2 separate regions of the Mus musculus genome follow, and region 2 is linked to region 1. The links are chromatin contacts, called in public Micro-C maps. All regions are on one chromosome and are shown on one strand. The core of a region is the stretch at or near the end of the contact, and the rest is flanking DNA. Distances in the headings are between cores, read along the strand shown. Region 1 holds the start of Prickle2 (prickle planar cell polarity protein 2). Region 2 holds the start of Magi1 (membrane associated guanylate kinase, WW and PDZ domain containing 1).

Region 1 (6,531 bases), core at 1,361-3,860:
TCTGCTGTCCATCTCCTGGAAACTTACACAGCACTGATGCTCTTACTGTGTTGCCCTAAAAAGTTTTGCAGTTAAAATACATGTAGACACCATTCATAATTACAGCATCAATGCTGTTCCCCATGACCTTTTCCTACGGGGCAGACATGAGAGTACAGTAACTCTTCGAGAGGATCCAGTGAGCATCTTGCCCTGAGAAGTTTCCATTACTATCCTATCCTGACCCTCCCCCTGCCAAAAAACAAACAAACAAACAAACAAACAAACCAAAACCCCAAAAACCTGAAGCTATTGCCTTATTAGTTTTATGATTTAATATGTGCATGCCTCTATTTCAACCCTGATCACCCCACGCTCCCACCTTCTCCTACTCTGTATTCCCCATATACCATTCTTAGGTATGGGGCACTCACTGGATCCTGCTAGATCCACCAGAGGGCATACCCTTAAAGAAAATTGGTTCTCTCTCTCCCCCTGGATGCCACCGAGTGTCAGTAGCTCCCCAGTTAAGGGTGAGGAGATCAGGCAGCCCTCCCTTCTGCACATTGGTTGGAATATTGATGGCTTGATCTTGTGCAGACAACTTCAGCTTCTGTGCATTCGTGAGTGCAGTGGTTCTGTTATGATCAGAAGACAACATCACTCTATACGCCATGGCTTATTCTCTACAACTGCCACCAAAGACGATAGTGGGTGGTCACCACTTACCTCAGTCCTTATTTAGTGTCTGAATTTCAGAACACTTTGCGTGTATATGTTTAAGTGTGTGCAGGTGCTCTGCTCTCTCGGGGGTTATCCACTTAGTCGTCGTTAGGGTTTTGTTTTGTTTTGTTTTGAGATGGGGCCTTTCATTGGTCTGGAGCTCACCAAGTAGGCTAGACCAGCAGAACAGTGAGCCCCAAAGATCTTCCTGTTTCCACATCCCCAGCTCTGAGTTTACATGTGTTTTCCACCATGCCTAGCTTTTGTTTTCTTTCTGTTTTGAAATGTGGGTTCTGAGGCTCAAACGCAGGCTTCATACTTGAAGAAGAAGCATGCCACCAGCTGATCTCTCACCATAGCCCTCTGGCTCTCAGAGCATTTTTATAAGGGAAGGAAGGATGGTGAGGTGGGCGAGGCAGGGCAGGATAAGGCAGGATTCAGCAGATATATCTGGTATTGATTTTGATTCTTTGATCACAGTACATAAATATTTGTCTTAATTGCTGAATTTATTCTCTGTAAATTGTGCTCCTGAGGCAAAGGCCTTACATGCCTCTCCTTAGAACCAAACTAAACTTCGTTGTCTTATTGGTGAACGTGGACAGCTTGTTCTGATGAAGAAGGGGGTGTCTGAGTTGCATCTGGCTATTCCTTTGATTTTGATAGATAGGTATCTTGCCCCCCGCCCCCCATTTGCTGGGTTATCCCAGGTGGAGATGGCTTCTCTTCATTCAACTTCAATGGCCCAGATATAAAATGCTAAGCCAGAAGATGACCATCTTCTTCTCAGTGATGACAAATTGTCTTCTTTTGACTTGCAGGAGTATCCAGAGTATACAAACCTACATATGTGCCTAAGCAAAGAAGACAGGGCCCTTCTGTCATTTGGGTTTGGTTGAGAACAGATGTCAACACATGATTTGTATGTCATGAATGTGTAAGGGATGGCTTAGTGGGTGGTGGAGAGAGTTCAGGGGAAGTGCTATTTGAGCGGATGTATCAATGACTAGTGGACACCATAGTCTTGCCTGTTAGAACAACATCCTTGTTTTCCATCTCTAATCTTGCATCAGTCCTGAGTTTGTGCCAGTTACAACCACTGCACATGACCTGACTCATCCTTCAACCATGCTATAAGATAAAGTCTTCTGTTACATCTTTATTTATTTATTTATTTATTTATTTTTAAGGGATTGATAAGAGGGCAGGTAATGGTGGTACATGACTTTAATCCCAGTACTCAAAAGCCAGAGGCAGGCCAGTATTTGTGAGTTAAAGACCAGTGTGTTCTACATAGTCCAGCCAGGGCTACATAGTAAGACACTCCCACACCCATCTATCGATCTATCTATCTATCTATCTATCTGTCTGTCTGTCTGTCTGTCTGTCTGTCTGTCTGTCTGTCTGCATATAGATACATACATTTATATGCATACATTTATATTAGACACATATATTGATAAGCACACAAGTTTAACAAATTTTGAGAGATCATTAATACACAGTGGAAGAAGAGTTTAAATGTTTAAATTTAATGTGAAAATCTCTCATCTTTGCATCTCCTCCCGATGTCTGTGAAGTGTCCCCTGCCTCCTAACTTCAGGGACCAGAGTGAGCGGAAGAGCTTTTAGGGGCTGGGCCAGCCAAAGAGTTCTCCCCAGAGGGCAAGGAAGCAGGAGAAAAGAGAAAGTGGCCTCAGCTGGTGCCAGAGAGGATGGGACTGGCTGGGGGAGGGCGGGGAGCTCGCCGAGAGGGGAGGGACCAGCAGGCGGGGAGCGAGCTGCAGAGGGAAGGGAGGAGGGGAAACGTGCTCTCCCGAACCAGGCGGGACAGCTAGGCGGAGACCGCCCGGCTGACGACCGCACCAGCCCAGTCCACCCGCCCTCCCGGCGGCTGCAGCGCGGACACATTCAACCGACAGCGCTGCGTGCGGGAAGCGCCCGGCCATGTTCAGCCGGAGCTCGCGGAAAAGACTGTCCCGCCGCTCGGTGAGTGTCCTCCACCCGAGCGGAGCCGCCCGCCCGGTCCCCACCGCCGGCAGCCAGCGCCCGGGCCCAGCCCCTCTCCACCCCGCGGCCGCGCACCTGTGGCCCCAGGTAAGCTGGCCCCGCGGGCGCGCGAGGGGCTGGGCCCTACCCCAGGCCGGGCGACAGTGCCACCAGGGACCTGGACCCTAAATGCCATAGTTCAGGGCACCGCGGGTGAACCTTTTTCTTTTCCTCTTCTCGTAAGGAATATGGGAACCCCAGCTGAGAAACAGGACCTGGGACTGGCTTTTGGGCGTCCCAGCTACCCTCTTCTAGGGAACCCTGGCTTAGTCCAGGACAGCCACCAGGTGGTCCCCGCAACTCCAGGGAACGGAAAGGTCTTGCTTTTGTTTCTTAGAAACCGGTGACCAAGGTGTCTGGGGGAGACAAAGCCCCAGCCAAGCCATTTCTTGGTGGTTTGGTGCCCATGCTCTCTATATAGACAGCCCACCTGGAATCACATGCCCTTCTCCAGGTGGGAGAATCTGGTCCCAAGTCCCCAACATCAGAAAACAGTTGAGTCCAATCACAGAGGCGGGGTGGGAGGGGCAGGCCTTCCTGCCTAGGATACAAGTGGGGCTTTGAGGGGAGCCCTGGTGGTGGACACGCTTGTGTTGTCTTTTTGTTTTGAAGTTGACTGGACTGGGTCGGATTGAGAGAGGCCAGCCATGTAACGCCTGTGGTGACCAGTGTCCCGGGTTCGCCTTGCACAAATGGAGGTAGGATGGTCTTAAACACACAACACTAGGGAAGAAAAATAAATACACTTTCCCCCTTTTAAGTCTATCCTGTAAGTCACATGGAAAGAATGCAAACACTGTTCCTTTAAGAGCCCAGCTACATCTGCTACAAATATTGAAGGTGGAAGTGGTGGCCAGACACTGGAGGATGCAGGAGATGCATTTTCCTGATGCCAGAGCTTTAAGTGGGAAGTCTCTAGGTAACTCTGCCCCAAACAATTCAAACCCGGAGCATGGCGGTGTTGCTAGGCTCCGTGGTGCAGTGGGTGGAGGATTGCCTAGACGAACTGGTGTTCTCCGATTGTGCTTTCAGTTCAGTCCTTGTAACTCTGGGTCCCAACCACAAATCCACCACTGCCTGCCTGTGCTGTGTCAACCTCTTCCCGTAGCCAGATGTTTCTTATTAATGTGCCTCGAATGTTGATTTTCAGGCAGCCTCAGCTGGCTTGCAATGATTTTGTTTGGGAGTGGAGGGATCCGGGTACCCTCCCACTGCATCTGACTGGTAGGGCGGTGATTGAGGGAAGTTGGGGTGTGGGTTTACAGACTCCGCTTGGTGATATAAAGGTGAGTTCCCTCCCTGTCATCTTGATGAAAAGGAAAAAGTGAGTACAGTGGACAGTTGGCCAGCATCATTCTTGGATTAAAGCATCCTTCCTCCCACTCGCAGGGTCCTTTGAAGGAGACTGTTTTGGATACAACAGAGAAAAGTTATTTGTGACCCCCTACCCCTAACCACCACCACCTCTGCACATCTCTAGTTTCCTATAGCACTGGTGCATGCTGGGCATTCCATGATAAGGAAGGAAACCCCCAGCTGGTTTCTTCAGAGATGAAGTGCTTTTGTTCCCACCTCAGATGAGCCTGGCAGGCTCTCTGCCTTTGTTTCAGGGCAATGAGCACAGACTTGGGGCTTTCAAGCATTTAATGACTAGTGTGACAGAGTCCAGGCAGGCAACATTATAAATATGTGATTGGATATAAGCGTCTGTCAATAGAGTCAGTGCTGTCTTCAAGGTGATATGCTCTGGGCAGGCCCTCGGGTGTCTCAGGTATGAAAGTGGCTTACACATGGGCGTGGATATTGAAACCTTTTTGTAAGCTAAATTCAGTGTGAAAGAATAGCTCATGGCTTCTCTTGATCCATCTGGCAATGTAATGGAAGTGATGAGCAGGGTAGGTGGTTTGCAGTCTCCCTGTCTTCTTTGCCTGTGGATCACCTTCTGACCAGAGGCCAGTTGGCAAGTGGCTCAGTGAGGGTATATAGCTGTGTGACCACTGAATGTTCAGTCCCGAAGAGTCTACAGTTCCCAATTTCTCTACTGTTATACAGGAGTGACAAGGACACTTACCTGGGTTAAAGTGCAGTGTTGAAAGAATTATTTCCAGGCCCAGAGTAAATGTGCACTAATTTTGTTGGTCCCAGCTTCCTTCCAAGGGCTGCACAGGAGGAGATATAACTCACTTATTTGAGGATGCTGGATTGATTACCGGGGTTCTTTTGACCGTCGTGGTCATAGCTTCTTAGAACTTTACATCATTTTAACCCAGCTGATTTTTTGATGGGAAAACAAGGGTTTTATTTTCAGCCCATGAAGGAAAAGAGACCTTTTCATCAAACTGAGGGATTTTTCACATGGAAGTAATTTCCCCACTAGCACCAGCAAAAAGGCTTCCCTTTTGTGCCATGAATAGGGTTTTCATGGCGTTTCCTCCCATCACTGGACAGGAAGCAGCTTGGGTGACCTTCTGCCTGATCATTTGTGGGGTTCTAGTAATCTTTGTAGTCTTCTTTTAAATGGTCCTGTTACCTTCTTTTACTAGGGAGTCCTAAGCCCTTTGGTAGACACCAGTGCCCGAGGATAAAGAAGGGCTGGAGTGTCGGGCATCAGAAGCTTGCTTTTGTTCTGACACACGAAGAACACACATCTTTTCCAAGATTCCAAGTCTCATTGCTGTGGCAAGCAATGTAACTTAAGGAAGGAATAGTTTATTTTGACTGTAGTTTGAGGGTAGTCTGCAGTGGTTCAGTCCGATGCTGCTTATGTAGCTAAAACTGGTTCCTCAAGGTGTGCTTGTCCCCAGTGAGCAGATGCTCACGTACTCAAGTGATGCCATGTGGACCTGCTCCCCAGTGTAACTGGTCAGTAGAAGGCTAGCACCTGTGACTGGGCAATGGAGGGAGGGAGGTGGGACTGGAGGTTCCAGAGGAGGTTGTAGGTGTGGTGAGAGAGAAGAGGATGGATGGAATAAGAAGCCACCGTAGACCAGAACCATGTGGCCAGGAGAAACGGCAAGTCGAGGGATTTTATAACTGGGGAAGAAGTTACAATAGCCCTAGATCTGCCCAATCGAGGCATTTGTTTTATGAATAAAACATCTGGATTGTTTGTCTTTCATATGGGCTTATTAGAACATTCATTCCAACGATAGTAGTCTGTCATGATGGGAGAGACATGAGGGCAGAAGCTCGAATCAGCTAGTCACATTGTAGCCATAGCCAGGAAGCAAGAGAGAGATGAATGCTGGCCCTCTGGCCTTTGGGATGCTGTCTTCCATATGTAGTATGGATCTTTCCTCCTCAGTTATACTTCTGGAGGCAGTCTCATAGACAAACCTAGAGATACATTTCCTAGGTGACGCTAAGTCCAAGCAACCTGACAATGAAGATTAACCATTACAACAACAACAACAACAAACCTCTAAGAGCTTCCCTTGTGACCCCAGCCATTTAACTGGTCTGCATGCATCCATCCTGATCCTCCTCCATCCCAAAGCCCACACAGGCATCTCTTCAGGGTAAGATAGACGTAAGGTATTGCCTCCTAGCACAAAGGGCTGTGAGTTCCAGGAAGGAAGCCCAGAGAAAACAAACTGCTTTCTTCTGGCACAGTGCTCAGACCTGGGGCTTTGAAGTACACCCAAAAATCTAGCTGGCATCTGTTCTTTGACTAGCTCTGTGACCTTGGAAAAAGGACTTAGGCTCCCGTTCCTGTCTCACTGGAAGACTCTACAGCACAAATATTTGAATGGCTGTTGTATGCCAGGTGTTTTGTTGTTGG
Region 2 (6,531 bases), core at 1,495-3,994, 1.6 Mb before region 1:
TGCTAAATCTGAGGTCTTTAGTGTTGTATAGCAACACAACTTAATGGAATCCTTAGTGGTACATGATCCAGCAGTAAGAGGGGAAGCAAGAGTGAGGGTTTGAGGTCTTCTTGGGCTGCAGAATGAGTCAGACCTAGTCTCAAAGACAGAAAAATAGGCATTCAATCTATCACACAAGTGAAGGATAGTTATATGAATATGGACCAACACAAAATAGTAAAAAAAAAAAGTGAGATTTATTCATCTGGAAGGATTTGACATTACAGAAGAGATTTCACTTTACAGTTAAGAGACTGGATTTATTAAGAGCCCTTGAACTGGGCTGGAGAGATGGCTCAGTAGTTAAGAGTGCCAACTGCTCTTCTGAAGGTCGAAAGTTCAAATCCCAGCAACCACATGGTGGCTCACAACCATCCCTAATGAGATCTGATGCCCTATTCTGGGGTGTCTGAAGACAGCTACAGTGTACTTACATATAATAAATAAATAAATAAATCTTTAAAAAAAAAAGAGCCCTTGAACTTGTAAAATGCTACAAAATTTGAAGACATGGGACTTTGAAAATCTATTTTATATTGCTGTATCAATATTATAATGGCATCTTGGGTACAAAGGCAGGGAAGGTTACAGTTTAACAGTAATGGTTGACAAAGAGTGGTGGGTTCTGCTAGTGAAGTTTTTGTCAACCTGAGGAAAACCTAGACACAGCTGGAGAAAGAGCATGGTAGCGGACCTGGGGAGTAGCTATGCCTATAGGGCATTCTCTTGATTGCTGGCTGTTGCAGGAGGACCCAGGCCACTGTGGTGGGTGCCATCCTTGGGCATGTGGACCTAGGATGTAGAAGAAAGGCAGCTGAGCAATCCAGGAGAAGCAAACCAGTAAGGTGCATTCCTGAGCTCTAAGTTCAAATAGACCCTTTTTGACTAAGTCGGTTTTGGTTAGTGTTTTATTATAGCAACAAAAAGCAAATTAAAACATCCTAGAGATGCTGATGGCTAGATCTCTGTTAGGGTTTGGCAGTTAGGTTTGAAGGGACTGCTCATTTGACCTCAGTAAAACCAAAACCAACAAAACCAAAAAGCAGCCCCCCTCCCCCAACACCACTATCACCACTTGGGGGAAAACACAACCAACCAATCCCCCAAAAACAAAACCAAAAAAAAAAAAAACAACAACAAAACACCAGAGACATGAAATTCCTTTCACCTTTTCAAATAATCAGGAGCAAGACGGTTTTTTGTGTGTAGCCAGTCTTAGGGAGCCCAGGCCATCCTCTCCTAGACTTTGCCTTGAATTCTTGGTCCCCATGCCTCAGCCTCACAAGTACCAGGATTACAGATGTAAAACGCCAGGCCCTCATTCTTATTAACTTAGAATAGCTCTCTAGAAACAGGGCTTGAAGAGCTTAAATGTATGCTTATGTTCTAGAGAGGGGATTACAACCCCAACCACTAAGGACTCTGACACCCCCCCCCCCCCCAGTTATCAGACTGTGAAATTTTATATGCCACCATAAATTATTTACTTTGCAAGTTTCCAGTGCCTATGTATTATTTCTAACAACTCTGTGTGTGAGGTGGGGTGGGGTGGGGGTGGGGGTGGAGGAGGGGGTGGGGGTGGGGGTGGGAGTGATTGTATTCCTCCAGCCTTGGCAAGTGGAAGGTCTTCACTTAATGTTGTACTTAAGATGCCTGCGGAATCTGAACTTCAGACCTATCCTCTCGACCCACCTCAGTGACATCCTCATCTCTCTGAGTGGCTCCAACTCAGCTCCTTTTATCTAGTAGATTCTCAAGTCCGTGACCAAAGAGGAACTCATTGGAAACCACTGAAAAATAAACAAAACCGCTAGGGCCACCACTGCACTGGCTTCTTGGCGGTGGGGGCTGTTCTTTCTGTCCCGGCCTCACCAGTGCCCCGATTACTGGACCCCGCCTCTGGGCGGCGAATTCCGAGGTGGCCGGCTCGCCCACGCTTGTGCAGGACCCGCACCCTGCGGTGATCTTTACTCCCCAAAGCAGTGCTTAGGTTTCTCGGCTCTCCTAGAAGCCAAAGGGGGCTGGCCACCGCCGCCCCCTTTGCTGGAAGGACAATGAGAGGCCAGCGAGAAGTCTTAGGTAAAAAGGCCACGCTAGCTTTGGCTTTTCTCGCTCGCTGGCAGTTTTTTCCTTGTCCTAAAAAGTTGGCCCCAAAGTTTAACGATGGGAGCGTATGTGTAGGTGCGTTTGGTGGGCGCGGACAGGGATGCAGAGGGTGTGTGGGTCTTGTTGATTCGGGTCCTCAGGGTCACAGAGACAAGAGCCAGGCTCCGCATGTGGACTTGAACCCCTGGGCGGGGAGCAGGCGCGGAAATGTGGCGGAAGGCGCGTGAGCGATGGCGTGGCCAGGCACTAGCGGAGGACGAGGAGGGACCCGGGTAGGCAGCAAGAGTGTGAGCCCCGCGCTGAATTGGTCTCCCAGCCCCCACCTGTTTGAAACGATTTGCAAACACCAAAGCCAAATTCTCTGTGTTCCAAAAGTTCGAGAGCTGGAGTCGGGCAAGCACACGTGTTCCCCCAAAAGGCTCTGGCTGAGCCGACCACACTGCAAGAGGAGGAATTCTAGGGGTGCAGGGAGAGGAGCAAGTTGGCGTCAATGAAGGGTCGGCCCTAGGACCCCGCGGGAGGCGCGTTGGAATCTCTCCCTTCCAGGAGGAGGGGTGGGGCGGGCCTGCCCGCGGGCGGCCGCCGGGCGCATGCGCGCGCGTCTCCTCTCCAGCCGGCCGCTGCGCTCCGCCGCGCGGAGTAGAATGAACTGTAACAAAACAAGCCGAGCCTTTGTATCTGCTTAAAGGGGCCGCGGCCACTTCCCTCGCGTCCCCTCACCCCCGCCCCGCGCCGTCGCGTCTCCAGGGCTCCCGGCAACTAGCTTGGAAAGGGCTTCCCTCGCGCTGAGGAGCGGCCGGCCGGCGCGGAGCAGGCGCGGCGTGTGTGGAGAGAGCCGCGGAGCGGAGAGCGGGCCCGGGCGGCGCCGGAGTGGACTCTGGTCCCGGGAGCGCGGTCGGCGCCGGAACGCGGACCCGGAGGCACCGGAATGCAAACAAAGCTCGCGGGCGCCCGTGCAGGGCTCTTCACGGAGCCCGGAAAGTTTGTTTTATGATGGCTTGAGAGCGCGAGAGAGTCGGGCGAGGAGGCTCGAGTAGCTCGCTCCCGCGCTCCGAGAGATGCTTCTCCCGTGAGCCCGCCGCTCCGGGGGCTCGTGCTGTGGGGGCACCTGTCTCTCGTTTTAGCAGTTTTCTTTTCTTTTTCTTTTTTTCTTTAATTTGAATTTTGTTTTCGAGGAGGGGCTGTAACTCATCATGTCGAAAGTGATCCAGAAGAAGAACCACTGGACTGGCCGCGTTCACGAGTGCACCGTGAAGCGGGGACCCCAGGGCGAGCTGGGGGTGACGGTCCTGGGGGGCGCGGAGCATGGGGAGTTTCCGTACGTGGGGGCGGTGGCGGCGGCCGAGGCGGCGGGGCTTCCCGGCGGTGGCGAGGGGCCGAAGCTGGCCGAAGGTGAGCTGCTGCTGGAGGTGCAGGGGGTCCGGGTGTCCGGCTTGCCCCGCTATGACGTGCTGGGAGTCATCGACAGCTGCAAGGAGGCCGTCACCTTCAAAGCCGTCAGACAAGGTAAGACGGGGCGTGCCTTTGGGGGGCGCACCCCGAAAAAGAGGGGAGGCCTGAGGGGGCGCCGTTTGCTCCGAGTGCTGTGAGCCAAAGTTGAGGCCCGGACCAGATGCACTCAAAGTTGTGAGGTTGTGGGCTGTGCGCCCACCTGCGTGGCGGGCTGGGGCCGGGGTTGCGCCGGGAAGCGGGGAGATGCTTCCCAGGTCTGGTTTGCCAACTTCTAGGTCGTAGCCACCTAGTGCTGCGCAGCCTCGCCTTCACCTTAAGGCAGATGGGGAACTGAGGGAGGCTAAGGTGGACGCTTCCCCCAGCCCCTTACGGGATGGATGAGCTCACGGAGCTGGTGGCTTGCCACTGCCTGTTTCCCTGAACTGGAGAGTGGGTCGTGGAAGGAGAGGGTCTATTTATGGTTGATTGGAATTCTTCCATCACAGAATTTGCCTTCATCCTGCAACCCCTCCAGGTGGGGCTGGGTTATAACCCACTGGAGTCCTTAATCCAGCCTCCTGCAGAGCCCGCAATCACCCCACAGCGGGGTGACGTCTGTGTCTCCTCCTTGTGGAGACCTACGGTGGGGGAAGGGGTGATTAGCGCTTGGCGCGAATCTAGTCCAAGTTTACCCAGCCACCTCCTCCTCTTGCACCGTCGTCCTTATTGATGATGGTTGTTGAGAGTTACAATTCATTGTTAGCGTGTTATGTGAGAGGCTGTCTGTAAAGTGGTTTAATTGCATTATCTCATTCTGATTCACATCAATGCTATAAGAACGACTCGGTTTTTGTAAGTCCTATATTACAATAAGTAAGCCGGGTCTGACCTTAGGTAAATGACTTGCCCAAGGTCACACAACTACCAAAAGTGTATGGGTCTTTTTTTGTTAAACCTTGAGCAAGGAGGAGGAGGGCTTGAGGGGACGACTTTCGGGACCTGAGTTTTGGGGTGGGGGTGGGGAAGCAAATCCTCCCCTAGAAGTCTGTAGGATAAGGATGGCTTTCTGTAGGGTAAGGATGGCCGTGGGAGAGTACTCCCTCGCAGTTTGGTCTGAGCAATGGTCTGATCCTGTAGCTAGCCACCGGAGCATAGCTGCAGTCCTTAGAGGCATCCCTCCTGCACCCAAGTGCTGTGACGCAGGTTCTCCCAGATGAAAGCACCAGAGGAGGTGGCAGAGTTGAATGTGGTGAAAAGTTGCCATATGTTCCTGTCAGGATGGCAGCAGCTGAAGGAAACGTGTCAAAGGAAAGCGGGGAGAGCCAGCGCTCTCAGCAGCAGGCCGCTTCCAGATGACCGGAGGATGAGCGCAGTACTGTGTGCGGGGAGCCTAGTAGCCAGGCCTTTCTATCCTGTTGGGAGCGCAGAGGCTGACACCTAACAGTGGAATGTCCATATCCTGCTACTTGGCCTTGCTTGATGAATCTGTCCTTAGGAGTTTCTGGTAAAATCATAACCGAGGAAGTGTGCTGGTTCACAGTAAGTGCTCAGGAAAAGCGAGTTGTATTGGAGTTGGATTTAAGCAGTTAGCAATTCAGTTTTTAGCTAGGAATTTAATGCCAGTTCCCCGGGTGTTTATGACTTGGTAGAGCTGTTGAGATAACACTGTGACAGGCATTTATTTATTGGGGGAGGGGGGCAGCATTGGGTTTGAGTTCAGGCTCATTTTGCAGAAAGATTTCTCATCCGGCAGGATGGCAGGATGTCTGGGTGGTGGTAAATGGGTCCTAAGACTTGTTGACCATGGGCAAGAAGCTTCCAGAAGCTGAGCTCTTCCACTATTTTGCAGAGACCCTGGAGCTAGCTAGTACCCCTTCTCCCTCTCCACTCTCCCTTCCTCTCTCTCACCCCTCTGTGTGCACTTTAGTGGTGGTGGTGGGAGATGCCTGTGGATTTGACAGTTATTATAGTGCCTTCAGGTGTCCTATGATCAGGGCTGTCTTTTGCCAACAGAAATGCTCACAAAGGGAGAGAGTGGGCTTGTGCTTCTGAACAGCCTTGCAATAGGCTATGAGTGCTGTGGAATCCACCACATTATAAAGACTGTCACATGTGATAATGACATGGGCACAGTTACTGTGAAGATGACCCTAGGAACCATTTCAACAATCCTCTCACTTTCCTGTTGCAAAATGATTTAAATTATAGGACATATTTGTCTCCACCTTTTTTTGTTACTGTGTCTTATTGTATCGAGTAGACTGAGCTAGTATTTGGGAAAAATATATTTTTTATGGTGTTTCCATTTTGAGTTAGCTCTCACAGGGACATAGTCACTCTGGGTACATATCTGCGTGGAGATGTCACAGTCTTCTTGTGGTAGAAGATTGTACTCTTTGTGTTGCATGGCAGGTTTCTATAGCAAATAGTATCTCATGGATAGGAGTGGGTTGTGAACGAGACTTAGTAGACCCACATTAAGTGGAGAGGACAGTTGTTGGTCATAACATGCTTAAAAATATTAGAAATGTATGTATGCTAGTTGGATCTGTGTATGCATATTATTTTCAGAATTCAGATACTTAATATGCAGAATAATAGCAGAATTCAGATCTTTAAAAAACTAGACTTTTAAACTGATATGTGTGTGCGTATATATGTATATAAGCATAAAAACAGTACCTACGGGTTTGTTTTGTTTTTGAGGCAGGATAGTCCGAGGATCGCAGGTGTCTGCTGCCATGTCTAGTGTACTGCAATGTTTTGATACTTGTATATATGTTATATCCGTTTAGGTCAGATACCAAGTGTCTGCTTTAATGAATTTGGGCATGTGTACTCTCTCATGTTCCTTCCAGACACTCAAATAAATATACACAACATTACCATCACCTAAATATTCCCTTCAGGATTCTTCCCAGTTACTCCCCTGTCAACCAAGGGTGTTGGTTCCTC

The links. Hi-C and Micro-C count contacts between places; a contact is called where the count stands out from the background.
Region 2: a Micro-C map of embryonic stem cells shows a contact between it and region 1, with 6 times the contacts expected there. The contact joins the promoter of Magi1 here to the promoter of Prickle2 in region 1. A contact is called at or near these places in 2 of 39 promoter capture datasets (cranial neural crest and hippocampal neurons) and 1 of 484 Hi-C or Micro-C datasets (embryonic stem cells).

Annotation. Positions count from the first base shown.
Region 1 is chr6:92,702,263-92,708,793 of GRCm38.p6, reverse strand. It overlaps Prickle2 (prickle planar cell polarity protein 2), which reads left to right and starts at 2,610. Exons shown (of 9, transcript NM_001081146.2): 1 at 2,610-2,690; 2 at 3,363-3,448. The coding sequence starts at 2,649.
Region 2 is chr6:94,280,130-94,286,660 of GRCm38.p6, reverse strand. Magi1 (membrane associated guanylate kinase, WW and PDZ domain containing 1) reads left to right here and starts at 2,744. Exons shown (of 24, transcript NM_001029850.4): 1 at 2,744-3,651. The coding sequence starts at 3,339. Gm31661 (a long non-coding RNA gene) reads right to left here and starts at 2,740. Exons shown (of 5, transcript XR_377886.4): 1 at 1,732-2,740.